Regions from separate parts of the Mus musculus genome. Here region 2 is linked to region 1. The links are chromatin contacts, called in public Micro-C maps. All regions are on one chromosome and are shown on one strand. Each heading gives the region's core, a stretch centred on a gene start, on an enhancer-like site or on the middle of the called end of the contact. The rest is flanking DNA. Distances are from core to core; before and after follow the strand shown.

What was found. Hi-C and Micro-C count contacts between places; a contact is called where the count stands out from the background.
Region 2: a contact with region 1 is called in a Micro-C map of the G1E-ER4 cell line, with 4 times the contacts expected there. The contact joins two enhancer-like sites. A contact is called at or near these places in 2 of 39 promoter capture datasets (the 3T3-L1 cell line and embryonic stem cells), 1 of 15 datasets of contacts at CTCF or cohesin (large pre-B cells), 12 of 484 Hi-C or Micro-C datasets (the Ba/F3 cell line, the G1E-ER4 cell line, cardiomyocytes and 5 more) and 3 of 115 datasets of contacts at active chromatin or transcription factors (cardiomyocytes, heart atrium and neural progenitor cells).

What each region holds. Positions count from the first base shown.
Region 1 is chr14:55,335,459-55,341,839 of GRCm38.p6, forward strand. No RefSeq gene overlaps it. Among named protein-coding and RNA genes, the nearest start is that of Gm52145, 100 kb to the right of the region's middle. Within about 2 kb of position 2,868, at least 52 of the 459 cell types and tissues checked have an H3K27ac peak or open chromatin away from gene starts, as enhancers often do. A contact at or near this core is called in the G1E-ER4 cell line, where this site is marked.
Region 2 is chr14:55,427,421-55,433,801 of GRCm38.p6, forward strand. No RefSeq gene overlaps it. Among named protein-coding and RNA genes, the nearest start is that of Gm52145, 8.6 kb to the right of the region's middle. Within about 2 kb of position 2,876, at least 1 of the 459 cell types and tissues checked has an H3K27ac peak or open chromatin away from gene starts, as enhancers often do. A contact at or near this core is called in the G1E-ER4 cell line, where this site is marked.

The DNA.
Region 1 (6,381 bases), core at 1,618-4,117:
TGTGTGTGTGTGTGTGTGTGTGTGTGTGTGTGTGAGAGAGAGAGAGAGAGAGAGAGAGAGAGAGAGAGAGAGAGAGAGAGAGGGCAGAGGGGTCAAACCTTTTTTCTTTTAAAATAAAAATTTTAATTAAAAACAAAAACCTATGTGTATGCATTTTTAAGACCATTTTGCAATTTGTGTTTATTTACTTATTCTGTGTGTTTAGGTGGTTTGCCTGCATGGATCTGTGCATCACAAGTGTCCCTGGTGCCTGTAGACACCAAAAGAGTTTTCAGAACCCCAGGAACTGAAGTCAATGACTGTCAGAAGGCCACCATGCTGTGCTGGGAATTGAGCCCAGATCCTCTGGAAGAGCAGCCAGTGCTCACAACTGCTAAGCCAGCTCTCCAGCCCTTTACTCTTCATTTTGAGATGTCTCACTAGAGCCTGCCCAGGTTTGAACTTGTGATCCTCCAACTTAAGCCTTCCTTGTAGCTGGGATTACAGGCTTGCATCCCAAGGTCTATACGGAAATCTTATAATATGCCCCTTAGTAAGAGTTGTAAATGCTATTTTACTTCACTTTCTTTCTATTTTTCCAAGTGCAAGGAAGCAGCAGAGCAGAGATGGCTTCAAAGCAGAGATGGCTTCAGAGTAGAGATGGCTTCAGAGTAGAGATGGCTTTATACTATAGCAGGGAAGTTTTGCTGGCACTGTGTCCTGGTGTAGAAGTCACAGAATAGCAACAAAAGCATACATCACCCAGGGACTTCGCATGTTCCCAGGAGAAGATCAGTGGCTTTGAAAAACATACCATGAGGTGAAATTATAACCTAGTTATTGTCTTTATTGAGATACGTGTGGGTGACAGCAGTTAGGTTGTGATGGTTTAGTTTATGTCTCAACATGAATCGGCCCACAGTGCCTGGGTATTTCATCAACATTATCCTAAATGTTTCTGTGAAGATAATTTTTGGATGAAATTAGCATTTACATTATCAGATTTTGAGTAAATTACTCTCCAATATGTGTGGGTGCCATCCAATCAGCTGAAGGTGGAAAAAGCAAACAAAAAACAAAGAATGGCCTTCCATGAACAAAAGGGAATTCTGCCAGTAGACTGCCTTTGAATTAGACAGCAGCTCTTCCCAGAGCCACCAGCCTCTCAACCTCCCCCTGCTAGATCCAGTCATACAAGCCAGTTCCTTAAAATGGATTTCAGCCCTCCACCCCCACCTCTCTTGAGCTATGTATAACAGACATTTGCAGAAAGAACACAAGAACAAAAGGAAGGGGATGCAGACAGGGAAGCAGAGGGGGAGGAAAAGACCAAAAAGAGAAGGAGGGGAAGGAAGGTGGGGGTCCAAGGGGGAAGGAGGAAGAAAAGAAGAGAGTTTGGAGTTGAAAAGGGATCACAGATTGGACATCATGCCATCAAATTGTCTGGAAAAGCCACCATCAAAAGAAATCTCTAGACGGAGCTTCTTTGAGTTTTCAACTCCGGGGAAAGAGAAGCTGGCTCATTTCCAAGGAGGGATGTGTGGGCTTTGACCTCTGCTCAGCAGAGGCACAGAGAGTGGGATGGTGTCTTCCCTGAAGACCCAGAGGAAACGGGAGCCGAAAGGGACCCGCCAGCCCCAGCTTCACTCTGTGTAACCTTTGAACACCTGTCAGCCAACATCCTTTATGTCAAAGATATCCTATAAGATACTAAAAATTGCAATCAGATCAAAATACTTGTGTGTTTATTGGAAAGAATGTGTTAACGACTTCCAAGAACTGATTTGGCTTTCAGTTCTAAAGTTGGTAAGCCTAAAACAAACACAGCAACCTAAACAGGAACAAAATGAGAGGGGGAGAACAGGTTATCAAATTAAAAGTATCGGAAGCTAGGACTGGAGAGATGGCTCAGTGGTGAAGAGCACTCGTCCTGGCAGGAGACCTGGTTCAGTTCCTAGCATCCACGTGGCAGATCACAGCCATCCATAACTCCAGTTCCAAAGGACCCCCCCCAAAAAAATATTTTTTTTTTTTTTGGTTTTTCGAGACAGGGTTTTTCTGTGTATCCCTGGCTGTCCTGGAACTCACTCTGTAGACCAGGCTGGCCTCAAACTCAGAAATCTGCCTGCCTCTGCCTCCGGAGTGCTGGGATTAAAGGCATGTGCCACCATGACCCAGCAAGGAGCAGCATTAGCTGTCTTTTAAAGGGTTACCCCGAATCACAGTTTAATAACTATAAATATTTTAAGACATTAATCAGATGTATTTGTCCTGAGATAGTATTCCACTAAGAACGCTGGTCTAGCCTCTAACCTGTAATTCTTCCACCTTCACTTCCTGAGAGCTGGTACTAAACAGAAAAAGACATTTCTTGAGAGCTTTCTCCAAATATATTAAAAAATAACAATAACATGGAAAGAAAGGCAGTCTTCTGCCTCCATCCTTCACAGCCACTGCAATAGCTTCAGCTCAAATAGAAAAAAAGATAGGACCGTGTTTGCATTTCAAACTGTCACAAGTGGACAGTGAGCCTAATCTCTTGATGGTGCTAATCCTGGGATTGGCCTGCACACCGGTAGCATGTACTCAGATGGAGCAGCGACACCGGTTTCCTTTGGGGGCAGTGGTGACCTTCCTATCTTAAAAGTTGTGCCCGCCCTCACCTCTCACCCTAGGTGTTAACCTTGGCATCTTCCTTCAGTCATCATGATACAGTGCCTGACAGAGACCACAGAGGAAGGTGACTCGGCAGTTCGCGGTGAGGACTTCCCATATGGCTAGGAGAGCAGAGAGCTGAGAGAACAGGCAGAATCAGGGACTGGCATCATCTTCCAAGGCCACCCTTCATGACTCGTTTCCACCAGCCAGGCACTAAAGCCTTCAGACAGCACCACACACTGGGTCTGCGAGCTGAAGGCAGTCTGTAGGAGCCACTCTCCATGCAAACCAGAACACTTCTAAGACCTGATTCAAGACTGCTACACAACCTTAGAATTGTAACTGATGATTTGTGCCTGGCAAGGGAGCCAGCTGACCAGTGAACACTATCATTCATAATAAATGAAGAATTGAACACTGTGGTCTCATTGTTTTTAATGTTGGTATTTTCGTGAATCTATAATCAGCTATTTTTTAAAAAATATTTTGATGTAAGCCTCTAGTTCCTTATATGCGACAGAAACTTGAGAAGGAAGGCCTTTTGTTTTCGTTTGGCAGTGCCACTCGACATGAACAGATGCAGGCTATTTATAGTCTCCGTCCTTCTCCACAGAAAAACTCATTTGTTTAGTTGCAGAGTCTCTGTGTTTGATTACAAGATATCCTGCATTGTATCTGTTGAGATATGACGTTTGTCCTTTTATCTGCAGCCGTTAAGATAATGTCTTTGTCATTTATTATGTTTTATAGTGAATTAAACTGATTGATTTCTTCATGTGAACTGAATTTGCTTGTAGCTCACATTTTAATACATTGCTCAGTTTAGTTTTGTGGCTTTTAAAAAGGGGTTTTGTATCTACATTCATGAACATTAGCCTAAAATTTATGTTTATCATGTCCTTGTCAGCTTTTGAAATAAAATTATGTGAATCTCATGAAATAGGTCCAAAGTATTTCCGGCTTAATCCCTGAGCTGTCTGAGTAAGATCGGGGATTAGCTGGCCCTTCCCTCACAAATGCTCTGTAAGAATCATAGGCCTGGTGTTTTCACTGTCAGATAGCATTTGTTAAAAAGAAAGAAAGAAAAGCCATGTTGGCTGGAGCTGTATAGTCCATGGTACAGCTTGTGCACAGCACACAGGAGCCCCGTTTCATTGCCAGTTCACAAAACAAAGTATAGGACTCTTGGTCTTTATAGAAACTTCATCCTAACACGTAAATGTATTGGCATAAATGAATGAAACCGTTCTTTGGTGATCCCTCCCTTATCCACAGCATCCATCAGTCGCTGGCTTCCTTGCCTTCCCGTGCTGGTTTTTCCTCTCTTCTCTTTTGTCTTTATCGGTTCTGACAGGCAGTCACCAGTCTCAAGCAGTGACTTTTCAGAGAGCCAGAGTCTGGCTTGTTGTTTGTCCTTGGGCTTGCTTCTTGTTTGACATACCTTTATTTACTCTTTTGTCTATTTTCCTCGAATTCCTGTCTCTGTCCTGTTTCTTATTTCTCAAAACTGAATGCCTACGCTACTTCCTTTCCAGCTATTCTTTTTTCAATAATTCTTGGAACTAATAAAGTGTCCCTCCGAGAAGCCTCTCCCTTCAGGTTTGACACTATAATTACTCAATTTCAAGTGCTCAAATTTTTTCATTAGGATTATTCTTTGGCATGAGTTGTTTAGAAATAACTTTTAATTTCCAAGGATGTAGCTGCTGTCATTGCTATTGTTGAGTTTGACCATGGTCTCCAGGAGCAAAGTCCATGTGTTCTCTCTTGCTGTCATTCCCGAGGGCTCATTAAGAAACATCCTTCCTACCTCTGTGACTTTATTTTCTGCCAGCTTTGGAGGTTCTGATTCCTAGAATGGGGAGCCTTCTGTCAGGAGTCCCAGCAAACTTAAAATCTTGGTGGCCACCCAATAATTTGCTCTCCTCTTGCCTCTAGGGTAGCAGGCAAACAAAGGAGTTAGGCTCTGACTGCTAGGACTAAGAAGATGGCTCAGTCAGCAAAGGGTTCACCACACAAGCTGGTGGACTTGCGTCTGGCCCTCAGAACTCATGTAAAAATCCAGAAGTAGAAGCTCACACTTGCAACCCCATGCAGGGGAGGCAGAAACAGGAGGATTCCTGGGGTTCAATGGCCACCTACCTAGCCTACTCGGTGAGCTCTAGGCTCGGGAGAGACCCTCCCGAGGATTGACCTCTGCCCTTACACACATGGTGGGAAGGGTGGGTCTTAAAGACTTGAAAAGACAATGAACTGATTTCCTTGAGGAAACAGGCTATTGTGGCTGCATAATGCAGGTAAAAAGAAATACGACTGCAACTCAGGGGATCTACTGAGCATCTCTTGCCACAAGCTGTGGTCATCTGAGAGGAGCTGAGAAAATGCCTCCATAAGACCAGGCTACAGGCAAGTGTGTAGATCATTTTCTTAAGTGGTAATTGATGGGAGTGGTACCACCTCTGGGCTGGTATCCTGAGTGCAATAAGGCTATAAGCAGCTCCCCTCCATGGCCTCTGCATCCACTCCTGCCTCCATGTTCATACCCACTTCAACTTCCTGACTTGGTTTCTCTCTACAGTCTATGCCCCCAGATGTGAAAGCCAAAGAAACCTTTTCTTCCCCAAGTTGATTTTGGCCATGCTGTTTGGTCACAGCCATAGTAATCCTAACTAAGACACCCATTTTACCTGAATAGGCAAATATTATCAACTATAGCCTGATAAAAGCATGACTAGCTACCCAAACGGACAGAAATGGGACCAAGAATGAAGCAAATAAAGAATGTATTCTACAGGAATATCAATCATAACATTTAGAACAGCTGCAACTGTAGATTCAGACTGCTGTCAATTCATCGTTCAAACTTCCTATAGGACACACAGTCATACACAAAAATCTGTTGTTGGTGTGTGTGTAGTCAACTTAATGTGAGGTGGGAATACACTTGATGACATAGGAGTGTTCTGTAAAGGACCGTGTTGATGTATTGCTCAAATCCCCTTGGGTCTCTTGATAATTTCCATGTGCTCTCTTATTTCCAGTGGTCAGGGTCTAAGTTTCATTTCTGTTGCTGTGATAAAACATCCTGTCAGAAGTCTACTTAGGCTAGAAAGACTTATTTTGGCTCATGATTTCAGGTTATAGTTCATCACTGTGGAGATGTCACAGTGGCAAGAGCTTGAAACAGTAGGTCACATCATAGGTCAAGGATGAATGGGTGCATGTGCACCGGCTTCTTGTGTATGCTCAACTCCATTTCCCCATGTGATGGTTTGAATATGCTTGACCTAGGAAGTGGCACTATTAGGAGGTATGGCCTTGTTGAAGGAAGTGTGTCACTTTGGGAGTAGGCTTTGAGACCCTTCTAGCTACTTGGAAGATAGCTTCCTCCTCGCTGCCTGGGGATGCCAGTCTTCTCCTGTTTGCCTTTAGAACAAGATGTAGTGCTCTCAACTCCTTCAGCACCATGCCTGCCTGGATACTGCCATACTCCTCACCATGATAATAATAGACTGAACCTCTAAGCCTGTAAGCTATCCCCAATTAAATGTTGTCCCTTATAAGAGTTGTCTTGGCAATGGTGTCTCTTCACAGCAATGGAAACCCTAAATAAGATTCCCCATTCTTATACAGTTCAGGACTCCCTGCCTAGAGAATGGTGCTGCCTACAGTGTTCTGGATCTTCTCACATCAGATAATTTAAGACAATCATAGTGTGCTTCACCATGTGTGCTCTTTGGTTGG
Region 2 (6,381 bases), core at 1,626-4,125, 92 kb after region 1:
TGGGAGAATCCAGAAGAGAAAGACAAGGCAGACTAGATGTATTCCTAAGACTACTCTTGGTGCTAAAACTATCTTGGGTGACTAGCCCTAAATTCCTATACAATGAGACCTGAGTCTGTTCTGGACTCTCCCACACCCCCTGGCTGTTCTCTTTCTCACATTTACACTAAAACCTTAACCATGCTGTGGAGTGGACAGGCCAGCAGTGTCTTTATGGCAGCCCCCCTTGAAGTCATACTGATAACAGGTTAACTGCCTGGTCATTTAACTGTTATCTCTCCACTTCTACAAATGACACTTGCTTCCTGTATACATCAAGATTGTAATTCTGTTTTTAAAACCTCAAACCAAGCAGAGGTCAGGGCTGCTTCCCACTAATCTGCTTGGTACCATCCCATCAGCAGTTAATAAAGACTCCACTTGACTTATTCAGGCCTCTTGGGAGTTTTTCTCTTCAGGTATCCCATAACAAATATGGTCAGCAGACTGGACATGGCTAGGGCCGTCTGCAAAAGAAGGGAGAAGAGCAGCTGGATAGAGGCTAGAAAATGAGAGACAGCACCAGCATGGACTTTGAGATGACTGTCAGGCACTGGAACCTGGAGGTCAGCATGCACTTTGATATGCTCATAGGCACCACTGGGTAACCACATGTCCCTTCTGCCAGAGGTAAGGGAAATGACTCCTTTTGGCAGACCGGACCTGGTTTTGCAAGTGTCTGAGGAATGCTGGTTTTTAATCTAACCACCAGACTCCTCCTACAGTCTAGGTTGAACTCAGTTCTGGCTATTCAAATTGCCTTGGGAGTTTGGAGAATTGGAATTGCCTTTGGAGTTAACAGTTACCACCTGGTTGGCTCAAATCACAAGCCAGACTCCTACCAGACAAGATGTTGCAAGGCTTGGCAATTACCTCCCAGAAGATAAGGGATAGTGCTCCTTCCTGCCATTGCTACAAGGCTCAAGCCTTACTGAAACACCCCTGGGAAACTGCAGAACGGTTCAACAGCGTCTTCCTTCCCGTCCACACAAGCATCGGCCTGGGAGAAGGAGCCTGCCTCTGCATCTGGATTTTCTACTCACCCTAACAGCTAGACTGTGAGAGAACGGCAGACAGTGAGTTGATATAAGTGGGATTTGATGGTGTACCCTTAAAAGGGCCAAATTCTGTGAGAGAAAACATCCTCTCACTCAGGGGAAGCGGGGGTCTCTGGGAGCAAGGTTTCTCTTGCTTAACAACAGCCAAGACAAGGGCAGACGCTGGTTTCAGAAGATGAAATCCCCATGTGCTGATTACAATGTGACCTAAGGCATTCTGAAGATGCTGCGTCTCTAGAGAAGGGTCTGCCGACTGCCCAGCCATGGCTGGCCTGAGCACGGTGATTACAGGGAGATGAAATGTGGTGGGCCAAGAGCCAGAGTTATCTTGAGTTATGTTTTGTAATTTTCAAAAGCCATTGTAATTTACAAAGTCAGCCTCTGTATCTGACCCAACGTCCTTCTGGCTATCAGATACAATTCTTGGAACCTATCACCATCCTTAACAGACCCCCCAGCCTCCACCAAATCCTATAGAAGACACCACCGCTCATGTGCATGTGTGCGCATGTGCGCGCGCACACACAAATGCCCTGACCCTGCAAGCTCTCCTCCTGCTGCCTCCACGGACTTAAAACTGATTGGTGAGCTTTTATGTGCTGTGCCTATAAAAGTTCATATAACCTTTTACACAGTCGAACATGTCATTTAGAGTAATTTGAATTCACATTCCCGGATGCTTTTCTCAGAATAAATTGTTTTCTTATTTCCTTTAAAAAGGAATTATTTTACACTGGTACAACTTTGACCCAGAATCAATATTTGTATAGTAGAAGGCAAGCAGTGGTTTTAAATGAACATACATTTTATTCTTTTTTTTTTCTTCAAATAAGTAACACTTTGCATACACACCTGAATCTATGAAAGATCAGGGAATTGTTGGGCCTGAAATTACAGTTCAGGGGTAGAATACTGGTTCAAGGCCATAGGTTTGGGCTCCAGAACACAAACAAAATTAGAAACCGATGCAATGCACCCAATTTTGTACCTGCTAAGTCTTTATTTGTGCCTCATAATGTCACTGACAATTTTAAAGGTCTTAATAAAATAATACCTCTGAGTATATTCTTACTCACAGACTGCTACATTTATGATTAATTGCTTACTATCCTATACTTCCAATGCTTTCATATAATAAAGAGCACTGATTAAAGTAAACATGTAATTCTTCTTGGATAATTTTATCAAGCTAACCTTTCAAAGATTCAATTCTATTTTAGGTTCAGCCAAGCATTTAAGAAAAATACATGATGCTTGACATAAGAGGATTTTTTATTATAAAAAAAAAGAGATTAATTTAAAGAAAGGTTAGCTACCTGATGCTAGTCAAGTTAGATTGGCCAGAACAATCCTGTTAGCTTTGAGCAAAAGAGAAGACCACTGAACGAGCCACGTGTGTGTCATTAGCATCTTCTGATAGCTTGAATGTGTGATAAAACCTATAGACCTTTCCGAGTAAGATGTTGTGAAATTCATGTAGGATTTTTAAAGGGAAACACTGAAGTTCCCTTGCCCTCACTACAAACTGTCCATAAAAGAGATCTCCTTTACAAGGATAGAGAAACTACACACAAAAAATTAACCTAGTAAACCAGCCACTGGTCTGTTGGGGTATTCCAGGAGTCAGGGAATCCATATTGGAAATGCATTCTCAGAAGCAGCTCGAAATTTTCACATGCAAAACTGGCAGCAAGCAGATAGATCGTCCCCTATACCCTCCCCCTGCCCTGCTCCAGCAAGCAATCCTCAAATGCTTTTCTCTGACTTCTTTAACATGAACCAGGGGCAGAGAGAAGGCTCTGCTGCTAAGGGCACTGGCTGCTCCTGCAGAGGACCAGGGTTCAGTTCCCAGCATCTACAGGGAGGATCACAACCATCTGTAACTCCAGTTTCACTGCATCCAACACCCTCTTCTGGCCTCCTCAGGCAATATGCAGATAATGAGCCTGAAGAAAAACAAAGAGATGAAGCAGACCAGTCCCTTGGAGTTCTTAACTGTTAGGTCAAAGATGAGCTGATAGCGGTGGCTTTAAACTGGCCGCAAAGCTGAAGAGCTCCCTGAAGACAGTAAGTGCAATTAGCTGTTCATTTCTAGTCCCAATCAAGACTAGAATCGAGAATCAAGCTAACGGGTAAGCTTGAGGTCATAAATGTAGTCAGTTATCTCCTATCTCAAACTCCCATCCCAGGTTTCAGGCCACACCCAATCTTTGACTACCGAGTTAAGCCAACAGTAATAGAATGTGGTTAACTATTTCTTCTTCAGTTGGTTAAAGTAGAGAGGGTTAAGTTTTTATGCCTTAGGCTCATATCATTCTGGATAGAACAGTTTCCATGCACACTTCAGTGACAGGGATAACCAGTTCAAGCCTCGGGGCAGCTGGCTCTTCATTCTTGCTCTGCCTTCTTGCCTAGCCATTCTCTCAAAGTATACCTTGCTCCCATACTTGGATGTCATTAAAAGCTCACTAAGAAGAGGCCACCTCCTGTAGCTAGGCAGGAACTCCAGTGGAGCAATAGAGACACCAACCCACCCACAAAACTTTCAACTCAAAAGTCATCCTGTCTACAAGAAATGTAGGCACAGAGAATGGAGCAGAGACTGAGGGAATGGCCAACCAATAACCAGCCCAACTTGAGACCCATCCCATTGGCAAGCACTCATCCCTGATACTATTAATGATGCACTGTTATGCATCAGACAAGAGCATGTTGTCCTCTGAGAGGCTCCACACAGCAGCTGACTCAGACAGATACAGACACCCACAGCCAAACAGTGGATGGAGCTTGGAGACTCGTATGGAAGAATAGGAAGAAGGACTGCAGGCCCCCCAAAGGGATAGGAACTCCACAGAAAGACCAGCAGGATCAACTAACCTAGACCCTTGGGGCTCTTAGAGTCTGAACCACCAGCGAAACAACATACACGGGCTGGACCTAGGCGTCCCTGCACATATGTAGCAGATGTGCAGCTTGGTCTTCATGTGGGTCCCGAACAACTAGAATGAGGGCTATCCCAAAAGTTGTTGCTTGTATATGGGATATGTTCTAGCTGGGCTGCCTTGTTTGGCCTCAATAGGAGAGGAAGTGCCTAACCTCAGCAGTCTTGAAGTGCCAGCTGGGGGGGGGGGGGTGGACACTCCACTTGCTCAGAGGAGAAGAGGAGGGGGAAAACATTGTAGGAGGGGGTCACCAGGAGGGGGCAGTGGCCGGAATACAAAGTGAATAAGTAAGAAAATAAAATGTAATTTTTAAAGAAATCTCACAGAATCTCTTTTTTGACTCTTGCTTCATTCTTTGTCAGGGAAGGTGCACCTTACCTTAGGCCACTTCACCCAAGAACTAAGATAGTTTTCCAGTTCTTGGCAACAGATCTATGGGAAAATATCACCCTCTGTTTTAAGCAATACTGGTAGTCCCTGTTGGGTTATGACACCCACATCTTACTGACCGTGGCTTAAATGTGACAGGGATTGCTTGAGATCGAAAACTCACTTCATGTCTTCCTTCAAGGCAAAAAACCCGGAGTAGCCTCCACAGGAGCTACTACCTCTGCCCCAGTGTGACTGGGCATCTGTGTTCTCTTCTCTGCTCACCCCTAGGCCCTGAGGATTGCGAAGAGCAACATTCTGCTAACTTCTGAAGCACGGCAAATGGTAGAATTCTGAAACCGCTTTGTACAACTTGACTTCCAGAGACCACGTGGACATCAGCTTTACTGCAGGGTTAAAGTGCAGCTGGGAAAATGAATGGAGAGACTGAGGCCACGTGGTCTGGTCTGCGCAGGCTCCTCTGTTCGATATCATGACTTCCGGTTTAGTGTTCTGACGGGATTCCCGAGTGTGTGAACAGAGTGGGTCCCTATTTCCTGTGCCTTGTCTTTGGCTCTTCTCCTCCTGCTTGTTGTTTTATCCAATTTTGCTGTATTAGGTTTTGTTCTACCTCCTTTTTCTGATTGATTTTTGTGCTAACCTGACACAAGCTAGAGAAGAAGGAGCCTCAATTGAGAAAATGCCTCCACAAGACCCAGCTGTAAGGCATTTTCTTAATTAGTAATTATTGGAGAAGGCGTAGCCCACTGGGGTTGGTGCCATCCCTGGGCTGGTGGTCCTGGGTTCTATTAAAAAAAAGATGAGACACGGAGTATGACTAAAACTAAATGGGGGTGGGGTTAGGAGCTTCCCTGCAGACGTGGTTATTTTCAACAGAGACTTCCAAAGACTTCTGAGGGACAATCCCGGTGATGGGTGATAGTGCAAGCATGAGATACAGAGTGTTCTTATGTCTACCACAAAAGAAGGGGATGAAGCAAAGGAAGAGGAAGCTAGGGAGATGGCCAGAGGCAGATCTGCTCAGCCTCGGGATGAGAAGCCAAAGAATTTGCCGTAAAATCCAATGGAAGGAGCTGAGGAGATGGCTCTGTGTGTAAAGTACTTGCAGAATGAGTAAGAGAACGCGAGTGCAGACCCCAGCAGCTCCTTACAAGCCAGCACAGCCCTACAGTGGGCAGAGACAGGAGGATCCGAGTTCACTGGATGGCCAGGCTTGCCAATTACTGAAAGCCATGTTCAAGGAGAAACACTGTCTCAAAAAATAAAGTGGAGAACAACTGAGGAAGATGCCAGGTGTCAACCTCTGACCTACACACACACACACACACACACACACACACACACACACACACACACAGAGTCTGTCGAAACACAGCAAGAGCAGAATGAGGAACCATTCATCTAGGTCAGAAGATAGTCTTGACCACTGGATGTTGAGTAAGGCAGAAAGCAGCTCAGAGCTGGCTCTTGCTAATCCCACCAGATGAGAATAACACCACTACCACAGTTTTTGTGCCAAATTTGAAGCAAGCTTTATTAAATACTGGCCAGGTCCCTACCTGGAATTCCCAAAGAATGGCTGTGAATTATATTAATCCAATGTTTATAAAGGTAAAACCCACAAGGCTATGTATTTCCCACCTTCATCCAATTGGGAGCAAGCACACATCCTGATGTACTCCCTGCCTACATAGCTCCCACCTACATGGGATCCAGCATATACTGTAGATCTTAAATCCAGAAGTGAAACCCTGCGGCTTGTTATCTTACATGAACAACAGCCCCCAGCATTCCAGGAAATTACCTGGCCTTGGGCAAGTGAGGCTTACAGGTTAAAGCATTTTTGTTTTATAGATCTCTTAAGTGCAGTAATTTAAATTTTAAACATAACTTTAGACCTCACACTCCATCTTGGGTTACTACCAGGGTAGTCTTATTCTCACTGGGTGGGA